Regions from separate parts of the Sus scrofa genome. Here regions 1 and 2 are each linked to region 3. The links are chromatin contacts, called in public HiChIP or PLAC-seq maps. All regions are on one chromosome and are shown on one strand. The core of a region is the stretch at or near the end of the contact, and the rest is flanking DNA. Distances in the headings are between cores, read along the strand shown.

Region 1 (4,671 bases), core at 1,835-4,334, 470 kb before region 3:
TGATACAGTGGGTCCTCCAAGGCAGACTTTGAAGGGAGAGGTTTGACCTCATTACTCTAATATGAGTTTAAAAGATTCCTCTCCTCCTTACTAATTGTGTGCTGCCCTTCCCAACGTCAGTCAACTCTGTTTCATTGCCAGTACCACCTTGCTTGTGGCATTTCAGTCAGCCCCCTGGGGAAGGTCTGGATAACTGGAAATAGAGACAGAGTAACAGCTGGATAATTAGTTTACAAAGGAGAATTCGTTTTAAATTATCTCCTGTAGAGATGCCTCTTAGTGCGGTGGTGTCTGGTAGGCTTGCTTTCCCTGGGGCTTTATCAACTCTTGGAAGTCCAGTTCCAAGCAGGAATGTGAAGTCTAGAGGAATGTGAAGTCTTTTTGAATTTAGCTTTTGGCTTCCTGTCTGAGGACTCAGTATCCCCTGAGTAATGACTTTTAAGATTGTCTATCTCCTAATCATAGAGACCACATAACCACTGAATGCAGCATAATACTCGTGGTATTTGTGTAACTTTCATAGATTGTGTTATGGGATGATAGGGAGGAATAGAAATTCAGTAAAAGCTAAGATTATTATTACTCTGCAATAAGAATTAAAGTATACATATTAAATGTCTTGAAAGGTGCTTCTTTAAGGACATCTGAGTACTCTGCTTCAACTATTATTTTTGCTAAGTTTCTGATAGAGCAGGGACCATGTCTATTTTGCACATGACTGTATTCCTAGGGCCTTGGCCAATGCCTAGTTCATGGTAGATGTACAAAAATATTTGTTGAATACATATATGAAAACCATTGTATCGTACCATGGATTAGTAAAAGAAGTTAAAATAAACTCAGATTATACTTTATTCAGGCTAATCCACTTTATAAACAGTTTGTACTTTTAAGAAATAAAATTTAAAGTCTTCTTAAAATTTTTACTAAATATGCTTTGAATGGTTGATCAAAACTGTGCAGACTGTAAATATGGAGGTTATGGAAAAATCTCAAGAGAAGTGAATTAGTACAACTCCTTTGGTGCTGTCCTGGAAGGGGCAGCCTTTCCCTTAGGGTTAGGTGTTTTTTTGTTTGTTTTTTGTTTTTAAGCTAAAACCAATTATATTTAGTTGCTTGTGCATTTTATCTTCTCATTTGATCTACAATACGATAGAGAAATTTAACGTTGATGTAATAAACATGTCATTATCCAAGTGTTTTAGATTCTCACAAAACCCGAATAAAGAGAGAAAGCCCTTTTGAGAAGAGGCACATTCCTGTTACTTTAAAGGGAAGAGGAGTAAATTGTCAAGCAAATAACCTGTTGAGGCTTTAGTGAAGTTTCAGGGATGTTTTGTAGCTTTGTGTGTTTTTGTGCTAAGAGCCCTAATGTTTGTTCAAATGATGTTTTTTTTCAAGGATTTAGATATTTGGAATATAGCAAATGGCAAAAATAAAGCTGTCTTCACTCTTAGAGTTTACATTGTTTTGTTAGGAGATAGGCAGTAAGCAATTAAATACATTCTGTGCTATACTAGGCAATATGAGTTATGGGAATACATTGAACAGGATGAAGGGTATCGTAGCATTCTGGGTGGATTGGAGGTGGCGAGGCAAATTGCAGTTTTAAATAGAGATCTGAGTGGGCCTTGTTGAGAAATTCACATTAGAGCAGAGATTTGAAGAAGATAATAGAGTGAGCCATGCTGCTCTCTGGGGAGAATGAATAGCTTTCTAGGGGAGAGTCGAGTCGGTGTAAAACTGTGAGGTCAGGACCCTCAGTTCCTTGTGTGGGTGCAGCTGTAGCTGTGAATGAGGGATGGGTAGATTAGTTAGAAGAGTAGGTCAGGAAGGTATGAGGGGAGAGTGAAGGGGAGCCTTTGTGGGTGCTGTGGGCCCTCATAGAGCTTTGTCAGAACCTGGGCCTTTACACTAACTGCAGTGGGAAATCAGAGCAGTGGTTCTTAAATGTGATCTGGCTTTGGGAGTTTGTGAGTTATTTTCATGATAATGTTATTTGACTTTTTCACCCTCATTCTTGCATGAGTGTTTGAGTTTTCTAGAGGCTATGTACTATGTGATACCGCAGCAGATTGAATTGAGAAGAAGATAGGAGAACCCCATTTTCTCTATTAAGAAAGACATTTAAACAATGTGCAAAAATATAAAACTGCCTCTCACTATTCTATTATGTTGGAAAATATATTATTTTCCATAAAAAGTTTTCTATAACATGTAATAGGGTTTACTGTTTTTAAAAGTGAATCGAAAGTAATTTAAACACTTTGCAATTTTGATTTCTATTATAGTAAGTGCTAATAGATATAAACCTTACAAACACATACTCTTTAGACTTCTTGTAGTAATATTTTAATCGTGGAGTCCTGAGATCAGAAATTTTGAAAATAGCTCTATTAGAGGGTTTTGAGCAGAGCAGTGACATATCAGAGTTGATAGGCTAACTCTGAAAAATAGAGAATAGATTGACAGGGGCAGTGGTGGAAACAGAGAAACCAGGAGGGTTATTTTAGTTACTGACAAGGTGAGAAATGATTGAGGCTAGAACTAGGGTGGCAGAGGATGAAGGGGTGAGAAGTGAGATTCTGGATATATTTTAAAAGCTAAGTGAGTATATAGTACTTGCCAGTGGTTTGAACGTGATGTGTGAGAGAACAGATTGGCCATTTTCTGAGATCAGGAGGAACAGGTTTGAGGCATAGATGAGTTTGATTTTGAATGTGTTAAGGTTACATATTTAGAAGGCAGTTGGATACAGGTGTTTGGAGTTCAGGGAGAGGGTTTGTCTGGAATGTCCTCAACCAGGGCTTTTGCTGGATTATATTGGTAATATTTATCTATGATAGCAATTTAGCTTCCATTGTAATGAATTAAAGTTTTATAATCCCAGAAAGAGTGCTGTGTCTGGCATTTAAAAAGCTCACATTAAAATATTTTCCAAGAACATTGTTATGTGACAGTAGAATGTATACTTTAAGAGTCAGTAAAAATGTCGCACATGGACTTCTGCCAGTAGCATATGTAATGTTACTTAGATTGCGGTTTCTTTTCTTCTTTTTTAATGGCTGGCACCAACAGCATGTGGAAGTTCCCAGGCCAGGGACTGAATCTGAGCTGCAGCTGTGACCTCCACTACAACTGTGGTAATACCAGATCCTTTAACCCCCTGCACCGGGCCAGAGATCCAACCTACGCCTCTGCAGAGACGTGAGCCCATGCAATTGGATTCTTAACCCACTGCACCATAGCAGGAACTCTAGATTTCCTGAATCCAGTTCTTTGTAAAGTAAAACAGCTTGGGTTTAATTAAAGGGGATCATATTGTTTACCATATTAAAATAATATTTTCAGTACCAGTTATGTTGAATTTGAGGGTGCTGTATATATTGCTTCTGTTACAAAGATGAAAGTTTCATTTATTTTTTTTTTTGTCTTATGTCCTTTTAGGGCCACACCTGCAGCATGTGGAGGTTCCCAGGCTAGCGGTCTAACTGGAGCTGTAGCTGCTGGCCTACACCACAGCCACAGCAACGCCAGATCCGAGCCACATCTGCGATCTATACCACAGCTCACGGCAACACCGGATCCTCAACCTACTGAGCGAGTCCAGAGATCGAACCTGCAACCTCATGATTCCTAGTCAGATTCATTTCTGCCGGACCACAATGGGAACTCCGAGTTTTATTTTTTAATTCAATCTTAATACTTGCTATAAAAGGACTTTTCTGAATATTGTGTATTGTAGATTGTTTATTATGGCTTAAAAAAACCTCTCCCTAGCTTTTTCCTAGTATGAGGGATTTCTCTTGTATTTGAGCTGCTGTAACATCTGTGAATGTCATTTGCCATTCATTTGCTTTAGTTTATGGAATTAGGTGATGCTCAAATAAAATGAATTGTGTGATTACATATCTTAGGCTTTTCCTGCATTGAGCTTAGGTGGAGTTTGGAATACAGTTGAAAAGGATAATTAAAAATCAAAGAAATTGTTAGCTAGGAAAAGTACATCATCTCTCCCCCTTACACAGACATAATTGCCTCAACGTTTTGGGAATCTTGTTTCATTTTCACTCTGGTTTACCAAATTCCTTTTAAAGCCCTAAGGGATTTGGAGTTTGAAGAGAATAAAATACATAGAGACAGTGTCACCTTTCCAAATACAAATATGTAGAGCCTGGTTACATGAGGATTTAGTGCTTTACAAAAATATCATTTAAACTGAGTCCTAGGGGGAGTTCCCATTGTGGCTCAGCAGAAACAAACCTGGCTAGTATCCATGAGGATGTGGGTTTGATCCCTGGCCTCGCTCAGTGGGTTAAAGATCTGGCATTGCAGAGAGCTGTGGTGTAGGTTTCAGATGTGGCTTGGATCCTGTGTTGCTGTGGCTGTGGTGTAGGCTAGCAGCTGCAGGTCTGATTTGACCCTTAGCCCAGAAACTTCATATGCCTCAGAAGTGATCCTAAAAAAAGCAAAAAAAAAAAAAAAAAAAAAAACCCAAACCAAAACCAAACCAAACCAACCTGAGTCCTGGTGCCCAGTAGTTTGACATTTTGGAATGTGTAATTCTGAAAAGAGTAGGATTGTCTGAGGTTCTCTCAATTGGTCATTGTATTTATATGCTCTTTTTTCGTGGGATATTGATACAGAGGGAACACAGAATGGGCTTCTCTC
Region 2 (4,038 bases), core at 411-2,910, 450 kb before region 3:
TTCATTCTTTTACATGTAGCTGTCCAGTTTTCCCAGCACTGCTTACTGAAGGGACTGTCTTTTCTCCATTGTATATTCTTGCCTCCGTTGTCATAGATTAGTTGACTGTTGGTGTGTGGATTTAAGTTTCTTTTCATTTTATTTCTCTTGGGCTTGCAAATAAAATTTGGTTCATCATAGCTTCTGAGTTAATATTTGCTTTTATTAGTGGTTGTCTGTTTCTCAAGATTGTCACCTGCAGATTGGTTGTTGAACTGACATTTGTTTTAGAGGAGCTCTGAGAAAAGAAAAGGGGTCCATGCAGTTGGTTATCGCCACTTGGGCCTTTGTTGCTTTGACTCTTGGAATTTCTTATCATGTTATAAGATGTAAACTACTTTCTCTGTGTAAACTTGATATATAGACTACTTTGATTTTTGTTCTTCTAAAAAAACAAATGGACATTAAGTCAAAATTTAATGATGTACAAAATCTCTTTCTCAGTACCTAGGGGTTAAGCTTTGAATTTTTGCCAGGATATGATCTTAGCTAAGTGAAATATTTTGTTTTATTCTCTCTTCTTCAATAGTTTATATAGGAAATTGAAACTGTTAAAGATAGATTGTTGATTTGAAGAAGGTTGGATACATATTTTTATTGAATGAAGTTGTGAAGTGTTTCAGATTATATTTTGACCTATTAGAGTGTTTTTAGCAGTACAATTTGATAATACAGAGCATATCTTTCAAGTTTTAGGTAGAGAACTGTTACTGTTAACTTAGAATTTTAAACAGATCAATTTAGTGAAGGTCAGTTTCTTTGTGAAGTTTCCTTTCTCTCTGCAAGAGTACCTTGAGGGCCTGTCGGTACCAAATATTTAATAGGCTCTATATGGTCTGAAATATACTCAGTTTCTTAGGATGTTAATAGAAATTATTCCAAAAAGAATTTAAAGACAGTCTGAAAACAATAAATATGTTTAGCTCAGGTTTTTTCAAAGTTAAACAGTTTCAAAAATAAGCCTTCCCAGAGTCTTAAAATGTGGATGCTTGCTTTTGTAAGTAATATATTTTGATATTAAAAAGGACTACTGTCTAGAAGAAGTAATTAAAAGATGGAGTTAGTTTTTAGGGAAGAATTAGTGCTTGTAAGCAAATGTTTTCCAGGCTCAGCTGAGATAGAAAGTTTCACCAAAAAGAATTTGTTAGGGTTTGCTTTTTTAACATTCTTGTTACAAAGGATTTATAGAATCAGTTGGAAGCCTAATCACAGATATCAACCTCCATATCTCTAAGATTCTCACTGAAATAACCACAGGAATATAATACAAAAATTGGAGAGACACCTGCTTCTAAGTTTTATTGTGTGTTTCTGGTAGATATTAAAGGAAATCTCAAGGTGCCGATCTGTCTTTGGCCCGTCTTGAGAGAGCAGTGTCTCCTGGATGTGAGTGAAGCAGTCAGTAACAAAATCTTCCTGATCCTAACCCCGCCCCTTCCACAGCGGACAGATGAAATGGGGTGTTGTGTCACTGGAGCTTGATCACCTGTTTTTGTGCCTGGCTAACAGAATGTAGTAATTAAAAACTGCTGTAAACTGAGTTGTTTTTAAAACGTAGGATCATTGAAGCAGGGTAATAAAAGCCACTTACCAGTAAGTCAGTCAGATGTAACTAAAATTTGTGCCAAAAAGAGCAGATCTCTTTAAGAGCTGAATTAGTCTTTTGGAACAGTGTATGAGGTTGACAGTTATGCAGCAAAACTTAAGTTATCAATTTCAAAGAGCCTTAGATTATATTTGTAATCTCTGGTCAGAACTGCTTATGTATTTGATTTCCAGGAGTCTGAGATAATACTTGTAAGCTCAGTCTTGACTCAGATAATTGTATTCGTATGTGTGTCCCCCCTCCCGCCCCCGTTGCACATATTTGTTGAATTATGTGGATGAAATAATAATCACGTAAACTTTTTTTCGTTCATATAAAAAGTTCAATTAAGGTCAAAAAGATGTATGTGTTGATTATCAGCTCAGTGATCCCAATCAAGAGAAGACAGGTGAAAATATTGCAAAAGTAAGGTGTGGTTTTGTGAAAGTAGTGTAGTAATAATTTTTGTGATGTAGTTAGAAAAGAAATTATCAAAATATAATTGCACTCATTCTGAAAGTAGATCTGAATCTGAAGAGGGTTTTTATAAACTTTGTACTAAACGTTTTGAATGATTAACAAGAATGAGAAAACTAAATATGTGTATCTGGTATGATCAGGGTGTGTGTTGAAGGGCTTTGGAAGAGAGGCATGATATACTGATTAAGTGTCTGAACTCTATTCAGTCTAGGTGTTCTAGGATTTGGACGACTTTTGTAACTTCTCAGGTGTTAAATGTGGGTGACAATAGTAAATACCTTCTAGTGTTGTGAGGATTAAATGACTTAATGCCTGTAAAGTGCCAAGCATAGAACTGGGCTTTTACTGGAAGGCTCGTAATAAAACATACTTCAGCTTAGTCAACACCTAAGATGTGTTGAATGACATAGTCCTTGCACTCATGATAGTTCCGTATTGAAATGGAAAGTGGAAATAATAGTGATTTTGTTTCTGTGACATCATTGACTCTGTCATTTAGAATTTATCCTGAGATCAGTCAGGCTCACCATTTAGGAAATTTGTTTGGTGTGTTCTTACTAAAGAAATGTGTGTGCTTCCTATGCTGCCTATAACATTTATCTAGTGATTGAACTTTTTACTGAGAATTAAAAATCATTGTGTGATTTCTGTGAACCCTTTTAAATTGTATTATCCAACAATCAATATATATGTTTCTTCTCTGCTGTATATGTGTGAGGCACTGTAGATGATAAATCAAACAAACAAAAAAGAGATGCTGGTTTCTGACTTCAAGGAATACCCTGCAAAAAACCATGCAGATCATTGCATACTATGTGGCAGAGGGCTGTAAGAAGTGGGTACAAAGTATTCTGAGATCTTTACTTTGCAAGAAGAAAGAACTGTCATTAGGAATCAAGAGAACACACAGATATCACAGAAGGAACACTTGAGCTCAATACACTGTGATGAGGATTTGACATGTTTGGTGGGAAGGAAGGAGAAAGAAAAATGTTACAGGGAACGAAAAATTTGAGGTACCTGTGAACATGTGTGTGAACAAAAGGGTAATAGCAAAGATAAAGGTTTGAAGGTTAGGGATTTCTTAAAGGGCCTTGTGTTTGTACCTTACACTGTCAAAAATATTGTCATCTCTTTGTGTCGTAAAACCCTTGTTGGCTTTCATTGTTTTAATGTTCTAATTTTAATTGGTTAAATAATTTTTTGTTTTTCTAAGTACTTGTTACTTAGCTTCTAGAAGGGTAATCATCATGTTATTCATCTGAGTTTGTTTTGAATGGTTTCAGCCTCTTATTGTATCTGTACTCAAAGGATGAAGATTTGACATAAGTTAGGATATCCAATTTCAAATGCCACAGATTTCATATTTTGGTTATTATTGGTTACTCTTCTTCACTTTTACATCTTCTGGGTGTAAAAGCGTCTTCTTAGATAGCCGTGTGCCATGAACAGAAGATGGGTGTAAAGGCCTAATATATGAAAGGTTTTTGCAGAGTGATTCCTATCATAATTACTATGCAGCATAGTAAGACATGTTTGGCTGCTTATCTAGAATTAATATAAAGTTAGAGAAAGGATATTCATCTCCCCAGAAAGTAGGAGACATTTTGATATATTTATTCTTTTTTCTTTTTTAAAGCATAATAGTTTCCTTGATTCTTTTTCTCAACTATTATAAGCCTGAACAAACTGGTTTTAGTTGATGAACGAGTATAGTTCTGACATGAATATTGGTTGGTATTTCATTTATGCTAATGAGTAGATGAAAGTGAGAATCACAAAGACATATATCAAAAGTTTATTTGTTCGTAAGTGACCAGAGCAGTTTATTAGCTGATTGGATCATGGTTTTGCTACAGGAAAAACACTGTCCTATTCACAGTGACTTCAGACACAGCAAACTTAAATTTAATCTACATTGTTAACGTTTCCTC
Region 3 (4,155 bases), core at 433-2,932:
CTGAGCCACAACAGGAGCTCCATGTTGCTAGATATTTAGGACACTTCTGTCTGAAAACTCTGGGGTGGTCTGCGTCTATGGAGCAACTTGCTTTTAGCTCTTAGTTGCCACTAACTCTTTGACCTAAACTCCAGAGAATCGGATTTGGTCTCCGAGCCCTCCGTGCTGGGTTGGATGGGCTGTGGGTCTGGGGAGTGGCAGATGTGGGTTTCTGATGACTCTGTGGCTCTGTCTCCTCGCTTTCAGCAGGACGCTGTTATTCCACCCAGATCCTCATGCTGGCTGCTGGAAACAGCCAACCTTCCTTGGGTGAGGAAGGCTCAGAGCAGTGGAACCCTCTCCCCATGGCCACGTTTTCCAGTGAAAGGTGAAAGGGAAAGGTCCCTTTGTGGGAAAATGTTATTATTTTCTTAAGTTATGCTGTTTTTTCCCCAGTCTGCCTTTGGCACACAGTTTACAGTATACATGTAGCATTCATTCCAACAAGCACTTCCCTGGGACAAAATGAAATCCAGGAGAGTATAGAGTATGTGGGAGAAACATCTTTACATGACACTGACTTATAACGAAATCACAATGCTGGATGAAAACCATCTCATTCTCAGAAGCATCCACATTTATGGGAAAATGAGAGTGCAGTGCCCTTGTCTCATATAGAGTTTCTTTACAGAGAGAGTTTTGGCGTTTCACTAAAGGAATGGTAAAGGTTTGACTGCTTGACTGGTGAAATGTTGTGTGTGTGTGTGTGTGTGTGTGTGTGTGTGTGCACATGTGAGGGTGTTTTACACACAAACTCTCCTGAGGCTTGGGAAGGAATAAATTGTTCCACCCTCCTGCAAATGTCATAATTTATTAGCCACTTGCACCTGCCGTGCTACAGATTTCTTTCCCAGTGGAAATAAACACCCCTCCAAGCAGCCACCCTCTCTGGTGCCTAAGGCAAGAGTGAAAAGCTTTGTGTGTCCACTTAGTCTGTTTTTTATTTCTGACCCTCTTGTCAGGGTACTTTATTTGTCATCTTTCCCACTATTCTGGCTAAAGTGGTGCTGCTTTCCGTTAGAATCAGAAGTTTTTTTTTTATCTCTTTATAACCTAATTTGTAAGTGTTTAAAACACTGTTTTGAGGGGGAAGATGGGGAGGGCAAGATGGGAAAAGAGAAAATAACCTAGATTACGGACGTGAACTTCGCCAATGTACCCTTGTGCTTCCTTCCTTTGGGGAGATTATTTTTAAAGAGTTGTATTTGTCCATCTCAGTATGAGTCACTTATGTCACGGACTTTCAGTTTTACTTTCACAGTTTGGGTTTTTTTCCTGCACTATTTTTGATAGAACTCTAGCATCCTTGAGTTGCCAATCGCGTAGGGAAACTTTTAAGTTTTTGAAATTGTTTTCAGTATAAGTCATAATTATTTTATATTTTATTTTATAAAAATACTCCTTGGTTTCTGTTTTTTCCCCTGTTGGGACCTCTTAGCTATATTTGAAAATGTACACATGGCAACACCTAATAATAAAATTCTGAGCACTGATTTCTCTCATGGCAACATTCTTGAACCATGATCATACTTTTGTAATGCTGTGTCCTAACAGGCCAGATGACATTTCCAGCTTGTTAGTCGTTGAGACATCTTAACCTTGAACCGCCTTCAGGTCCTTCAGGGTCAGCACTAGCAGACAGAGCCCCCTGCTGGAATTTCTGGGGACTGGATTGCCAGGGAAAACGTGAGGGTCTCTAGAGAGCTGGGAGACCAGGAGGTCAAATTATAACCTATGCTGTGAAAAAAAATGGATGACATGCTTTTGACTAACAGCAAGAGTTAATATCTCAAGGAATGTTTTTCAATAGCTCGTCATGTCCTTTTGAAAGTTTGGGTGATAAACACAGAGACTCTGATCTCTTTAAATCAGACTGTTTCTCAGATTAGTATTTCTTGAGGAATATTCTTCAGAGATGCAGGAAGAAATGGTGTCTTATCCTTAAGAACGTTTTGAAAATGGTGAATTAAATACAATAAAACATGATTCTTTCTTGCAGAACTTCTCAGAGCCTTTAAGAGGAAAAGATTATTTCAAACAACACACAGAATTTTCCCTAAACTTGTTCGGCTGTGGACCTTTATGGTGTGATACTTTATGAATATTTTGGGAAGTGCTTTGTAGACTATCAGTGTAGGAAATCTACTCTTTTCTTCTAAGAGTTCTGTTTTGAAGAATATTTTACTTCAATTTTATTCTAAATTTACCAGAGTATATAAAATTGAAGCCTACTTCTTATCAATATTTTTTTACTGTTGTTTTTAACTGTGCTGAGAGATACAGCACTTAGTGATTCCTTTTTAAAAATTCATCTTGAACTGAATTCATCTTGAGTGTTTGTCCTAATCTTATCAATATCTTTGTTTAGACCTAGGTTCATTCATACATTATAGAGATTAGCTTTCCTTAGCTTCTATATACATGCTTTGTTTTAACAACTGGCAGTTTTTGTTTTTGTTTTTGTTTTTTTTAAATAAGACTTAAGAGGCAAATGTAGGCAAATGAAGTATTGATTCTGTATTGGAAAAAAAGTGACCTGGTCATATACAGATATTATGAGAACAAACCCTTCCCATAAAATCAGAAAAGTAAGGTATCTTATTTTTATTAGGATTATATGGTTTTCTCTTGAAGTCTCCTACTTTAAAAATATTCCTTTGGGATCATAAACTGATCATTTTGTAACTGTGACAGAGCAAAAGGGATCCTTACCAGAAAACACAAAATGGAATGAGAAATTTTTAATTTTGCAGGATGCCCGGTTTGAAATATTTCCAAAGTTCTGATTGTTTAGATTACCTTTGAATAAGCAAGTGTTCTTGTCTAATGCAGATCTTCTGTGTCTCTGAGGCCCCTGACTACTTATCCTATCACCTAAAATGCTCACACCCAGTAAACTGTTCTTAGTTCAGACTCCAGGAGCCTTTCTATTCTTGTTAGCTTCTAGAAGAGAATGCCTCCACCCCCCGCCCCCCGCCCCTGGTCCACTGGCACAGCCCCAGCCTTGTTCTCTGGAGCACAGCGTCACGTGGATTCTCTTCTGTTTAATTTAGGCCACTGCAAAATGTGGCATAACAACGTGGTCAGAATTATTAGGGTCATGAAGTGCTTACTGGATTGTTTCCATTTGGTACATTCATTCTGTAAAGATTCTTGGCTTTAGGAAGAGAGCTGCTTTACTCAGGAGGGAGAGAAAATTAATTCTCCATTCCTAAATCTTCCATCTCAATGCTGCATCCTGAAGTTGTTAGCAAATTCTGCTGTAACCCTGCTGATTCTGGGTCAGAGATCGCCAGCTCCAGCTTCCTCCTCAGAATATCTGGGCAAGAGAGAAACTGACCATCTGTCCTTCTGTGACCAGAGGAGTCCACCTAAAGCTCCCAGAGGGGGCTATCAGGACTTTCCAAAAGCTCCATGGAATTCCCTCCAGGGCTTTAAATCCGGACTCTTCAAAAACCTATCCTTCCATGTGTTTTTCCTTTAGAAAAATGCAGTATACAAATATTTGGTTTAAATCAAAGGCACTAACATTTATTAGATAATTGTTTCAGAAGTATTCTTTATTCTGCAAATGTATTTGAGTCCTTCAAATAGAAAACTTCTAGTCACTTTAAATATGATGTATGTGAGCAAGAACAAAAAATTCTTTGTAGGCCCACAGCTGCTGTGCACACTTATGGTACTGCAGGCGTCTCTGTGCTCTGCACACTTGTAAATGAAAGGCATCATTCCACAAGTCCTAGAATGATGCCTGCTTCTCCCTATTCCTTCCAAGTAGGGCTCCCAGACAAACCCAGAATGCCTGGCAATACTTGGGACATACATCTACCAAAAAATGGTCCACTATCTATCTGAAATTTGAACTCAACTGGAGTCCTGTTTCTATTTGCTGATTTTGAAAAGTGAGGGCATTAGATTTTCTAAAAATTACTTTTATTCTGAGATGAGGGAAAGTAATGCTACAGGCAATTCTTTTTATGGTCAACTAGTCTAAATCTTCTCATGTTCGCATGGCGGTTCGTTCACACACCTGGGCAGATACCTGGCACTCTCTCTGCAGAACAACACTGAAGCCATAAGTCACTCTCTGCTGCTGCCCCTTAGAGCTGTCACAAA

Evidence for each region. HiChIP or PLAC-seq counts read pairs in DNA pulled down with a chosen protein or histone mark.
Region 1: an H3K27ac HiChIP or PLAC-seq map of alveolar macrophages shows a contact between it and region 3. The contact joins two enhancer-like sites. A contact is called at or near these places in 2 of 47 Hi-C or Micro-C datasets (embryonic fibroblasts and skeletal muscle) and 1 of 2 datasets of contacts at active chromatin or transcription factors (alveolar macrophages).
Region 2: a contact with region 3 is called in an H3K27ac HiChIP or PLAC-seq map of skeletal muscle, with 4 times the contacts expected there. The contact joins two enhancer-like sites. A contact is called at or near these places in 1 of 47 Hi-C or Micro-C datasets (embryonic fibroblasts) and 2 of 2 datasets of contacts at active chromatin or transcription factors (alveolar macrophages and skeletal muscle).

What each region holds. Positions count from the first base shown.
Region 1 is chr1:4,854,319-4,858,989 of Sscrofa11.1, reverse strand. All of the region lies in intron 1 of QKI (QKI, KH domain containing RNA binding), which reads left to right. Among named protein-coding and RNA genes, the nearest start is that of QKI, 27 kb to the left of the region's middle. Within about 2 kb of position 3,084, at least 1 of the 83 cell types and tissues checked has an H3K27ac peak or open chromatin away from gene starts, as enhancers often do. A contact at or near this core is called in alveolar macrophages, where this site is marked.
Region 2 is chr1:4,833,418-4,837,455 of Sscrofa11.1, reverse strand. The region is part of intron 2 of QKI (QKI, KH domain containing RNA binding); the gene reads left to right. Among named protein-coding and RNA genes, the nearest start is that of QKI, 48 kb to the left of the region's middle. Within about 2 kb of position 1,660, at least 2 of the 83 cell types and tissues checked have an H3K27ac peak or open chromatin away from gene starts, as enhancers often do. A contact at or near this core is called in alveolar macrophages and skeletal muscle, where this site is marked.
Region 3 is chr1:4,380,013-4,384,167 of Sscrofa11.1, reverse strand. No RefSeq gene overlaps it. Among named protein-coding and RNA genes, the nearest start is that of QKI, 500 kb to the left of the region's middle. Within about 2 kb of position 1,682, at least 30 of the 83 cell types and tissues checked have an H3K27ac peak or open chromatin away from gene starts, as enhancers often do. A contact at or near this core is called in alveolar macrophages and skeletal muscle, where this site is marked.